3 separate regions of the Zea mays genome follow, and regions 1 and 3 are each linked to region 2. A link is a contact called in public Hi-C data. All regions are on one chromosome and are shown on one strand. The core of a region is the stretch at or near the end of the contact, and the rest is flanking DNA. Distances in the headings are between cores, read along the strand shown.

Region 1 (3,935 bases), core at 550-3,049, 140 kb before region 2:
AAAATGGACCGCATGTTTAACTTCATGAGTAAAAAAAGGTCTGGAGCAATGTTTTAAACCACCTAGCTTCAGTATTAACTCCTATCAAAGATAGACATGTTCCAAACAATAGAGTTGGTGGTCTCACAGACAGAGCTATCACACACTTCTGTAACACAGTTACAGAACTGAATGGCGTCGTTTCATTCAAGAGAAAGAAACACAGGAAACGGTAGTTTCAAGAAAGAGGCATATGCAAGCACAAGAAGAAATTTAAATTCCGAAACTGTAGCAAGAAAGCAGCTTCCCTCATCACGATCAATTATTGCAGAAGAACATAATCGTTTCTTTTTCTTAGAGGGCAAACAAGATCGAGATGTAATTTCCTCTGGTCAGTCACAGCTACATACCGTGCAGTTAGCCATCCCCGGGATGGGTCGACGAACTGATCTCCCTTCCTACCTACCTCCTAAAGCCCTGTGTGCTCCAGATAGCAATGTGCTCTCTGGCTTCGTAAAGGACACACTTTATACAAGCGCCTACTGCAGCAGACACAAAGTCAAGTCAGCTGCTCCAAGGGTGTTATTTGGATCCTATAGCAAGCACAGGGGCGAAGCTACTTTGTTTGTAGAAACGTCCCTATCTTCTTCTATAGAAAAATGGTTCCCACTGGATGGATCCTAGCAAGCAGTGGCGAATCTGGCACATGACGTTTAGTCTCCTGAGCTAAACGGCAAGCGCGGAGTCGTTTTCAGTGAAATGGTGGTGCCGGATTCTCTGAGCAAACATTTTTCTTGGATTGGAGGTGGGATGGAATTTATTCTTGTGTGGTGCCAGATTTTCAGAAATTTACTGCTGAAACAAAGAGACCCCAAGTCTAAGTATTCATTCTCCTAACAATTGCTATAAAGAGCTAGTCGAATCACAAGATGTGCATGCATTTTTAAATCTAATGATCGAGTATATATAAAAGGAAGCTTATATTAATTTTTGTAAATGAAACAACAATCGAAGATCATAGCATCTAGTAGCTAGATCCCGAGTACACATCATTCAAGTCAAGATGCAAGCAAAAGCCAAAAGGAACAGGGAATTAAAAGAGCAGCTAAATTAAGCTAGCTAGCTACTAGCATGTGATTCCTGCGCACATATCACGAGGCACGCAAGCTTCGAAATCGCTGCCATCGCCGGGCACCAGCGTGCAGACGTTGTTATCAGGATCACAGCAGCGTCCTACAGGACCATGAAAAGGGAAAAGACCGCATCCGGTGCAGCAACTGCCAATAATCATGGGTGGCAAGCAGTCGTCCTCCTCCTGCTGCAGAAGCTTTCTGATCACCGCCGTGGGCGTGGGCGGAGCCAGATGGACGGCGGCCGCCGATGACAGGATCGTCACGACCATAACCACAGCCGCCACAGCCTTATTACCTACAGCCATCGTATCTCTCTATATATCTCGTTTCTTTGCCTGCTTTTGCTGGCTAGCTGGTTCCTCTCCATGCACTGCTCTAATAAGCTACTTTATATATAACCACCCCTGATCTATGCATGTACGATCAACTTGTCCAGCGACCAAGGGAATCTGATTAACATCTCGTAATAATACAATACAATATTAATACAATACAATACAATATAATACAGTAGTATGAGTACGTATTATGGTGATGATCTGAACATGCATGCATGTTCTGTTAGCCTGCTGTCTGTCTACTACAGACGCTGACTTATACATGGCCCTTTCGTGTGGTTCAAGAGGCAAACAATGCACGCACCCACATGATGAAACAAAAAAACAACACAACAAAGGCATGATTATTGACGCAATAAATTATATAGCTTAAGAAAACAGGCAATAAATGATTATTACTAGGCAACGAAATAAATTTTGACAATGATGACAATACATAAGAGTTCCTTGCTTGCTTGTTCGGATGCTAGTTTTTTTGTAGGAGGCACTATTCCCTTTTTGTATAGTCGAGGGAGTACGTAACTGGGTCACTGCATTAGGCTAGAGCAGGCCATTTGAGTAAGAAATTCGGCCTTTTGTATGACTCAGCCCACTAGCCCAGCCCCGGCAAAGCCTCACATCCATCCGGAGGGCGCAGCCCGTCGCTCCTTCTCGCCGGTCGCCGCCGCCCCCCTCTCATCGTCCAAGGCTGCCTCCATGCACGCCGCCGCCGCCATGCCCTCCCGCTGCTGGTCCAGACTCCAAAGCCCTCACTCCTCCCGAGCGAACACCCAACTCACCCCTCGATTGCTGTCTGTCCTGTTTCTGTTTGGAATGCCGCTTCTTTGGCTGCTTCCATTCCATGGCGGAAAAATCGCAGCCTTTCTGGATTTGCATCGGTTATCTCTTTGCCTGTGCGGGTGGAGCTAAGCTGCCCACGTCCTGCACGCTGTCCCCGTCTCCCCGACGGATACGCCCAGCCCAGTCGACGACAGGGGAGCAACACAACAGTGATGTAGATGGATTCAGATTCAGTGATGCAGGAAGCTTCTCCTGAATTACTAGACATGTAGACATGATGACAATTCGAGTAATCAACTTGAGTGTCGGTAATAGTCGCTGGCTCCAAGGTTGTCGACTTGTCGTGGTCAGTTTCACCGAATAGATCTGCCCAATCTAGACTTGCTAGGATTCAAATAGGAGTTTAGTTTGCTAGTATTTCTCTACTGATTAATCAATTGAGTTTTATTTGATAATTCCTTTCTTATTTCCACACAATGGTGCCAAAACTAAACAACGAAAATCTTGCTTTCTAGGTGAATGGTACAAAGGCACATCCCTATCGTCTTGGCATACCCTTGGAGCAGCTGACTTGACTTTGTGTGTCTGCTGCACTAGGTGCTTGTATAAAGTGTGTCCTTTACGAAGCCAGAGGGCACATGTCATCTGCCTTATCTGGAGCACACTTAGGCTTTAGGGGGAGGGAGGAAGGGATATCAGTTCGTCGATCCATCCAGGGGATGGCTAACTACACGGTATGAAGCTTCGACTGACCAAAGGGAATTACATCTCTTGTTTGCCCTCTATGAAATTAAAAATAAAAAAAAACGATTATGTTCTCCTGCAATAATTGATGCTTTCTTGCCATGGTTGCTCTTGCTAGAGTTTCAGAATTTAAATCTCTTCTTGTGCTTGCTTATGCCCCACTGCCCCATCATTTTGGTTTATAGGAGCTTGTGTAGTTGTGTATTACCTTACCGCACATCCACCCATTGCAGGCCTATTGCATCGCTTTGAAGGCTAAGGATCATCATGATCTCAGGGATATGCATAGCTTATCAGCTTGTGCAAAGTACCTTTGGAGCACTTCTAGGGCAACAGTGATCCGCAATGAGGTACTTGTCGTATTGTCTGCCATCAGCCTGTTGTTCATGACCACCTTTGGGCCCTTGCGCCGCCGGAGCAGAAACTCGTTTGTACAGAATGGTTTCATGGTTGCATACACTTTGTCCTCGTCCCTGATATCATACACACTTGGTTCAATGTACTCATCTGCAGTAAAGAGCAGCATGTATCCCATTTGGGCCTCATCCCTGTATCTCCTCTTTTGTTCTGCGGACTCTATTACATCTTATTGTCTCAATGGCAACAATCAACAAAAGGAACAGCTTATTTTGTTTCTTCTTTTCCAAATATATGTCAGCCAAATAACTAATGGATCTGATTCTAATGGCTCTCTAGTTTTTTCGGTAGCTGCTTTTAAATTTATGGAACGATTCTGGGCATACCAGCTGGCCACCGGATCATGGAATTTGAACAAAATGGTTGCTGACTACATGTATGAGGAACAATCCAGAAGTGGCTCATCTTATGATCCAACCAGCATGAAAGGTTATCATTACTTAGTTGATTGGCCCTTGGATGAGTCAAAACTGGAAGCAAGGATGTCATATGCAAAGGAATTAACAGTGGATGATGCACAGATCATTGACATAGAGAGGATATT
Region 2 (4,005 bases), core at 411-2,910:
ACATCACGAACTACTTCATGATCTCTTTCTTCCTCCAACGGAGAGCTGCATAATAATAAGATTATAACTGTTACAGACAACTACAGGATTAGAAAAAAGTCAAAATAGGCGAAGAGTGTGTATGATAAAGTAATTGCCAAAAGAACTGTGACTGTGTACCATTGAATTGAGTACTCAAAATTGTAAAGCCTAAAAAGAATACTGGTGGATAGTTTGATATGTAGCATTATGTTTTTCCCGACTAACCTTTGTTTCCTTGTTTGGCGAGGTTCCTCGTCTTCTTGAGCTCCAGCAGCATAGTAACTATCTTCAGATCCCTCCGATTCGGAGGCAATAACTCCCCTTCTTCTGCCAGATACTGTCCTCTGCTGGTAGCCTTCATCTTCACTGTCCATTCCTCTTGCATCAGGTTCCATCCTCTGGTCATCGAGTTCTCTTTCTGGGGAGCTCTGGACTTTGTCCCCATCACTTTCTCCTTGATCAAGATCGGCACCATGAGCTTCACCTTCACTTTCCTCTTCGATTACAACTTGCCCTTCACTTTCGCCTTCCCCTTCCCCTCCATTCTCTGCCTCACCATCCACTTCCTCCTAGATAAATATGTATTAAATAGGTTAGTGTTACCTCAGGAAGCTTTCATTTAAGTACATCATTTGAAGGTTGGAGCAGTATGTAAGGATGAACAGCATGAGCATTAACCTTGAACTCCTTAGTGACACTAACAGAGCAAAGTGCCCCAAATTCTCGCCAAGATAAGTCCAGTGTCGTTAGGACAAATTGGTATCACTCGAAATTCCCCCGAATTGCAAATAGATTTACAGTTTAGTTATTCTCAGGTTGGTGCGCGGAGTGTAGAAACCAACTAAACTACAGTTTTCCTAAACCCAACCGAGTGGCAGTGAAACTCGTGTAGCAAAACATAACATAGAAAACATGTGCTATACTCTTGTAAAAGCGACGAAGCACATGCCTAGAAACTCGATTTTTTCCCCTTCTCCTAGTGTTTGGATTTCGTAGTATAGAGGACTGGACTTGGGGTCAACATAATAATGAGGCAAACAAATTCATGGACTCATCAACCTCTCACTGCATACATGACTAAAAAAAAAATCAATCGCCACTCCAAATGTCAGTAGAATTCCAACAAATCCGCACCAGCTTGTACACCTCCCCCACCACCAAAAAACACTGCATCCCCAGCCCCAAGGCTCCCGGAAGAATCCGAAAACCTAAGCCCTAGCACAGCCACTTGCAGATCCGAAGAGAACAGCAAAGTAGCCGAGCCGAGCCGAATCGGGATCGCGGGGCGAAGGAAAACGGGCAGGCTTACGGAGTGGTATCCGCTTGCGCGGGCGGGCGCGTGGCTGCGGGCGTCCTCCTCCTCATCGTCGTAGGCATCGTCGTCCAGCTCCTGGTGGCGCTGCGGGGGCGACTGCGGGGGCGACTGCGGCTGGTGGCCGTCGTCCTCATCGACCATCTCGGCGACGTCGTCGTCGTCCGCATCGTCCTCGTCCTCCGACTGGTCCCCGAAAAGGTTCTGCATCATCTGATTCCTCGTCTCCTCGTCCGCGTCTCGCTCCCGGTCGCCGCCCGCCATCGCCGCCGCTCGTCCACCTCGCCGGCGTGTCGTGGCGTTGTGGTACTGGTGCGAGGCAGAGGTGTTGGGCCTCACCTTTTTCCGAAAGATCGAGAGTTGTTATTACTTGGCTCTGGCTTTGGGCTTTGGAGGTGGTGGTAAACTGGTAATTAATGATCCTGTTTATTTCAGTTTTTTTTTCAGCTTGTCGCCTCTATAACCTGCCGGAGACTATCAAACATCTGGTCAGCCTGCTTTATAATAAACACTTTAATTAAAACCGTCGAAAATCAAAGTGAATACAAAATCGGTCGAGTCTTTTCGATATGTTATTTTCTACATCCTAAATCTTATAGCGGTTGTTTAGTTGTCAGGATGAGCACAGCTCGGTTGAATTCTATATGCAGGTTGTGTGTAGCCTGTACAGGCTGATGCAACCAACAATTGCAATATGTGTTTGCTTGTTTGGTCCAATTAGCTAGGATCAACATGGCACATGTTTGGTTTACCGTATTATAAGTTGCAGAGACATAGCTCATGTTTGGCTGCCTAAATACCAAACCGTAACACAAAATCAAAGAGGAGAACACAAAGGCCAAACATGAGCCTAGCTATCAATTACGCAAAAATGTCAAAGTCAAAATTTCATAATAAAAATTACTCAAAACCGAGGGCATTGATAGCAAGGACGACTACCGCACAAAAATTCAACATGATAAAACTGACAATTACGCAATTATAATTACACAATTATAAAACTGATTCAGAATTACTGATAGTATTTACTGGGCATAAAAAATACATAAGCCACAATTTACACGTCTCACACCGAGCAGCATAAAACTATCTAGAAATTCTACACAATTTCTACACCAACTAAAACAGTATTCAAATTGTACACAATTTACACAGCTCAGTAAATACAAATTTGGACTAAAACAAGCTTGACAAACTGGTATCTAAGCTTGACAGATTAGCCTCAAAACAGTATACTCAACACTGTATTGTCAGAACTGTATTAAACTTTGGGACCGCACTGTTCTAAGAATTTGAACTATATTGTCAAAAAAGCAAGCTTTACACTGTCTATAGATTAGCCTAACTGTGTAAAGCTTGCTTTTTTACACAGTGTAGCATAAAAGGCTAAAGCTTAATACAGTGTAAAAACAATGTACTCCAAAGTCTAAAGTCTAAAGCTTGATAGTATAACTTAAATTACTCTAAAAGAACAAAAAGATCAACCTATTAAGAACACAGAAAAAATTACTCTAAAGTCTAAAGTTTGATAGTATAACACAAAGTATTGCAACTACAAGAACAAAAAGATCGCAGTTTAATGACCAGTTCAAAAATTTGGATAACAAATAAATATTTCAGTTTGGGACACTGCCTGACATATGACAATAACATAAGATCAACCTATTAAGCATACAGGGCTTGAAAACTGTATATCATATGTCAATAACATTTTGCATTATTGTTAAGCACTATAAACAGTGTACTCCAGCAAACAGGTCTACAAATAGACCAATAAACAAGCCAACAGAGAAATGCATATAACTCAAGAATCATCATTGTTCTATCCAAGTGTAGCATATCTCTTCTCAAACAGGGAAATGCATAGAACTCAAGTTAATCTATCTTTGGAAAACATAATTGTTCTATACAAGTGTAGCATATCTGTTCTCAAATAAGGAAATGCATAGAACTCAGGTTAATCTAACTCAGGAAAACATCATTGTTCTATACAAGTGTAGCATATCTGTTCTCAAATAAGGAAATCCATAGAACTCAAGTTAATCCATAGAACTCAGGGAACATCATTATTCTATGAAAAGTGTATAATATATGTTCTTAAACATCATAAAGGGACATAAAGGACAGACACATCAGATCAAGTGTATCATATATGTTCTTAAACAGGGAACCCCATAGAACTCAGGGAAACATCATTGTTCTTAAGTAGCATCTAGGATAGATGGAATAGAGCAAGTGGACCAAATCTGTTCAGATCAGGTGTGGTAGTGCTTGGCTAGGAAAGTCTTGAGCCATAGGTCATGATCATCAGGAGTCATGTCCATGAACACCAGGGAGGTGGCCTTGTGCTCCATCATGTGGTTCAAGGCATACATGAGAGCCTCCCTAGAGAACCTAAGACAGTTGATTACAGCATTATAGATCCCAGGTGCTGCTTCAGCATGTATGCTTTCACAGACAGCAGCAGCAGCATCTGAAACAACCTCTTTCATCCCATTGAACACAGCAACATCCTCATCCGTCATGAACCTCTTCCTCTTCCCTAAGTTAGTGAAAGTCGCCTAGAGGGGGGTGGATAGGCGAAACCTGAAAATTAAAACTTTATCCCCCAACTAGATCCCTTGATTAGTGGTTAGAACAAGATATACAAATATAGGAGTATATAAACTAAG
Region 3 (3,812 bases), core at 469-2,968, 240 kb before region 2:
ACATATATCTCATAATTCAACATAGGGCAACTCACCTAACTGGACGTAGTGTGCTACGCTATTCAACGGCCTGAATCCACACAAATCTTCTTGAACCAATGGGATTCTGCTTGGCTTGCAATCGGCTGTTCCATCTCCATAAGACATAAGGCAACCAATCATGCAAAGCACCAGACATGACAGTAAGGCTCTATTGGCAGAATGGCCTGCTGGGTTGTAACATCTCAAAATGCTACTTTGAGAATTAGGAAAGAAAAGTATTAATCATAAAATCTAAAACAAATATGTTTGCTAATAAAGATTGATAAAAGGATCTCTATATGAATTCATTCTTCCTTTTTTTCTAAATTACATAGTGATAATTATTCTTTAAAGTATTTTATACACTATAACCCATTTTTCTTAAATGACCGTGTGTGTAAAAAAACATATGAAATATAGGATAATAAATAAATATATATATACAAAATAATATTGCATTCATGCTGGAGTTTTGTATGTGCACTTAGTTGAATTTGGAATCCAAAACCAAGATTTAATTTGAATTCAAGATGGAAATACAAAAAAAAAAAGAAGAGAAATGGAGAATAGAAAAGAAAAAGGTATCTTACCATTCGTCCTGGGCCCAAAGCTGACCCGTCGGCCCATGTAACCTTCAGCCGCGCAGCCCACCTGTGTGCCTCGTGCTCACGCTCATGTACCATGGATGAAGCGCACGCCGAGAACCACACTGTGAGCCACCATTACCGAGTCGCAAAATGTCAGCAACGTCCAGGGATCCGAAAGCCAGTCATACTACCAGCGGCAACGATGGAGATCAAGCCAACTTGTCTCAACGGAAAAGCAGCCAGAAAAGCGATCGCGTCAGCTGAAGCAAAGCAACTGGCGAGCAAGTGGGCCGATTGGGTCGTGTATTTAGAGCCTGGTGGGCCGACCGTAGAGCCTGGTGGGCCGACCGTGTGACGATATAAACATGTGCCGTGGTTTTGTAAAGGGACATCGAATAATTAATGAACGGAATATCAACTGGTTGCCGTCACGAGACCTTCTTCTTCCCCACGTCTCCAATCTCTACTGCTTCCCCTCTTCCCTGCTCTATAGGCTTCTAGAGGGTGCTAACACAAAAAGGATGGAGCTCGCCGCCGTAGCAGAACCTGCGTCCATCACCTCCTCGTCCTCGATGCCATGCCCGAGGGCTTTGCTTGATGCCTCGAGGAGACTCCTTGGCCTCACCGTGTGAGGGCCGCGTCCACTGATCACCAGGCTTCGTGCCGCAGGGATGGTGTGGGTGCGCCGCAGTCCGCGCTCGTCGTGGGTGAAGAAGACACCAATCACCGGTACGTTCCACACTGTCGCGTTTGCCTCGCTCGAATCTGTCCGTAGAACAGTGCACGGGTGGGGGAGCACCAGGGGAAGCGCGGGGAAGGGTGTTGCCAGTAATGGCGTTGCCGCTGTTCAGCGTTCGCCGCAGTGGTCGACTGGTGAAAGAAGAAGCCCTCTGCGCCGTCCATCTCGGGATTGAGGGTTGTAATTAGATCCATGGATGGGGCGCCCTCGACCGTCGGTTTTCGATGTGCGTCCTCGATTAAATGAGTCATACCCCTTCGCTCATTGAATACGGGCCATTAGATCCCAATCCAGCGGCCCATATGTGGCGCTGGTTCATTAAATACCAGATCCGATCTGGGCTCTCAAAATCAGATCGGACGACCATGGGTTCTTACCGGTTCGGATAAAGGGCAATCTAATCTAGACCGCAAGGAGTAGATCGGACGGCCTAGGATGCTTCATACCCTTGGCTAGTGCACTTTTGCTTAAGAACCCCTAGACTTTAGCAAAACAAACCCGCCATTCTTGGTTATGGCGGGGTCTTACACCTTGGTCCCTGGAATTCACAGATAAACCCCTGAAACTTATCTCAGTATGGAATTGATATTAAATAGCTCTAGCACTTCCTTAATCCATAACTTTTGCGATTTGACTCCAAATTAGTCCATTCAAGTCACGTTAGCTTCATAAAAATATTTTCTACGCAGTAGCAACATCATGTGTACCATATTCCATATGTTTATAATTAGACAAGTGTTCAATCTATATTCAGTAGATTAACTCCACTAATTTAGGTTAATCTCTCTATAATTATAATCTGATTAAAATGAAATCCCTAATCAAGTTATAACCTGGATTAAAAGTTGAGTTAGCTATATCTTTTCCCACATGACTTATATTAACAAAATATAGTTTTATTTTTAATCACCTATGACTTTAGAAAATCATACCTTCCCAACCATAACTCAGAATCTAGTGATTCTCGAACCTGCGACCTCGTAGTAACACGTATAACATTATTATAAAGCTTGTTCTTTTGTTTGGTGTAATGTTAATTTTGCCTATACCATGTTTGTTTGTATTGCTACGAATAGCGGCGAGGTTACGAGTCACTTGAATAGCAAGTTGGTACCTGGGAATCTCGAGTCTAAAGCAAGTTGTGCTCTTGACCACTTTCATTTACTCAATAATGTTCTCTATAATCATTTTGGCATGCATAGGTTTAATTTCGATGGGACCCTAGTTTGGTCATCTTTACACCTTGTTTACCCCTGAATTTTTTTGGTAGTCTTTGTTATTGCTACATATGGTTTTGGGTGTTGAGATAACTACTACACATGATCATTCCTTATTATTGTTCTATTTTTGTTCATGATAAGACTATTATGTTAATTGGAACATGGAGCTTAACTTGATAAACACGTGCCACCACAAGGGTGGTATGGAACGCCCTTGGCTGACTAATTAGGAAAGCTAGTGGAGAACTACCTTACCCGAAAGGGCAAGAGCAGTAGGGGAGTGGGCGTGTAAGGAGGTTCTCGTGTTGATTTTGCTGCGATAGCGATCAAACGGGAGATTCCTGCATTGCTCTTCCTAGAAATTGTAACGAGTTTTCTGAAGCTAGTGTAACTTTGTAAAGGCCTCGTAGTGTTACCCTGCCTCGCTTCCTTGGTAGAGGTGTATGAGATCCGTACAACCCCGTGGCAGATGAGTAATATGACTTGTGGGTAAAGGGTACAACCTCTACAGAGTGTAAAACTGGTATACGCCATGCTCGCGGTCATGAGCAGCTCAGGACTTTCGCATTATTAATTTATGGAATTAAATTCAATTTGTCATTTGCATCACATTATGGTTTATTATTAATTTTGATTTATTATTACTCTGGTTTGGTATCTACTTACATTTAGTAACTGCTAGTAAAATCTGACCAACTTATTAAAAGCAATGCTCAGCTTTAACCCTTATTTGTTGATCAACCTTACACTTCACATGAATTCCCACCTTTCGTGAGTTCATGCACGTTATTCCTCACAACTTGTTGAGCTATGATCTTTTGTGAGCTCACTCTTGCGATATATAAACCCATACCAGGAGAAGAACAAGCGATCCAGGAGGAGCCCTATTACGAGGAGTACGAGCTTATCTAGATGACGTCTCCCAGTCAGCTTGATGGCGCCAAGGAATAATACTTAGTTCGCTTTATTGTTCTCATTTATTTTTGTAAGACTTCCGCTATGTAATAATAATATTTGTGACATTTATCTCTATACATTTTGTCATTATATGTGATGTTTTTCTTTGGCGCATATATGAGACACACCTGGCTTTATTCCTTAAATCCGGGTGTGACATGGGTTGAACTCAAAATATAAAGTAAAAAACACAGGCTTGAGCACTGAAGCCTAGGCTGACGCGGCTATCTGGACTAAACCAACGACAGGAAAGGATTCACCATGTTTGATGAAAATATATGCCTCAGG

Evidence for each region. A called contact is a pair of places that touch in the nucleus more often than the background predicts.
Region 1: a contact with region 2 is called in a Hi-C map of leaf, with 2.5 times the contacts expected there. The contact joins the promoter of LOC103648290 here to the promoter of LOC100279518 in region 2. A contact is called at or near these places in 3 of 25 Hi-C or Micro-C datasets (leaf and tassel).
Region 3: a contact with region 2 is called in a Hi-C map of ear, with 1.8 times the contacts expected there. The contact joins the enhancer-like site here to the promoter of LOC100279518 in region 2. A contact is called at or near these places in 2 of 25 Hi-C or Micro-C datasets (ear and endosperm).

What each region holds. Positions count from the first base shown.
Region 1 is chr2:242,190,300-242,194,234 of Zm-B73-REFERENCE-NAM-5.0, forward strand. It overlaps LOC103648290, which reads left to right and starts at 1,800. Exons shown (of 5, transcript XM_035965603.1): 1 at 1,800-2,964; 2 at 3,208-3,935. The coding sequence starts at 2,869. LOC103648291 reads right to left here and starts at 611. Exons shown (of 9, transcript XM_035965601.1): 1 at 390-611.
Region 2 is chr2:242,328,603-242,332,607 of Zm-B73-REFERENCE-NAM-5.0, forward strand. LOC100279518 (Protein LEO1-like protein) reads right to left here and starts at 1,661. Exons shown (of 11, transcript NM_001152517.2): 1 at 1,331-1,661; 2 at 247-590; 3 at 1-45. The coding sequence starts at 1,597.
Region 3 is chr2:242,086,568-242,090,379 of Zm-B73-REFERENCE-NAM-5.0, forward strand. It overlaps LOC103648292. Among protein-coding and RNA genes, the nearest start is that of LOC111590899, 3.4 kb to the left of the region's middle. Within about 2 kb of position 1,719, at least 16 of the 20 cell types and tissues checked have an H3K27ac peak or open chromatin away from gene starts, as enhancers often do. A contact at or near this core is called in ear, where this site is marked.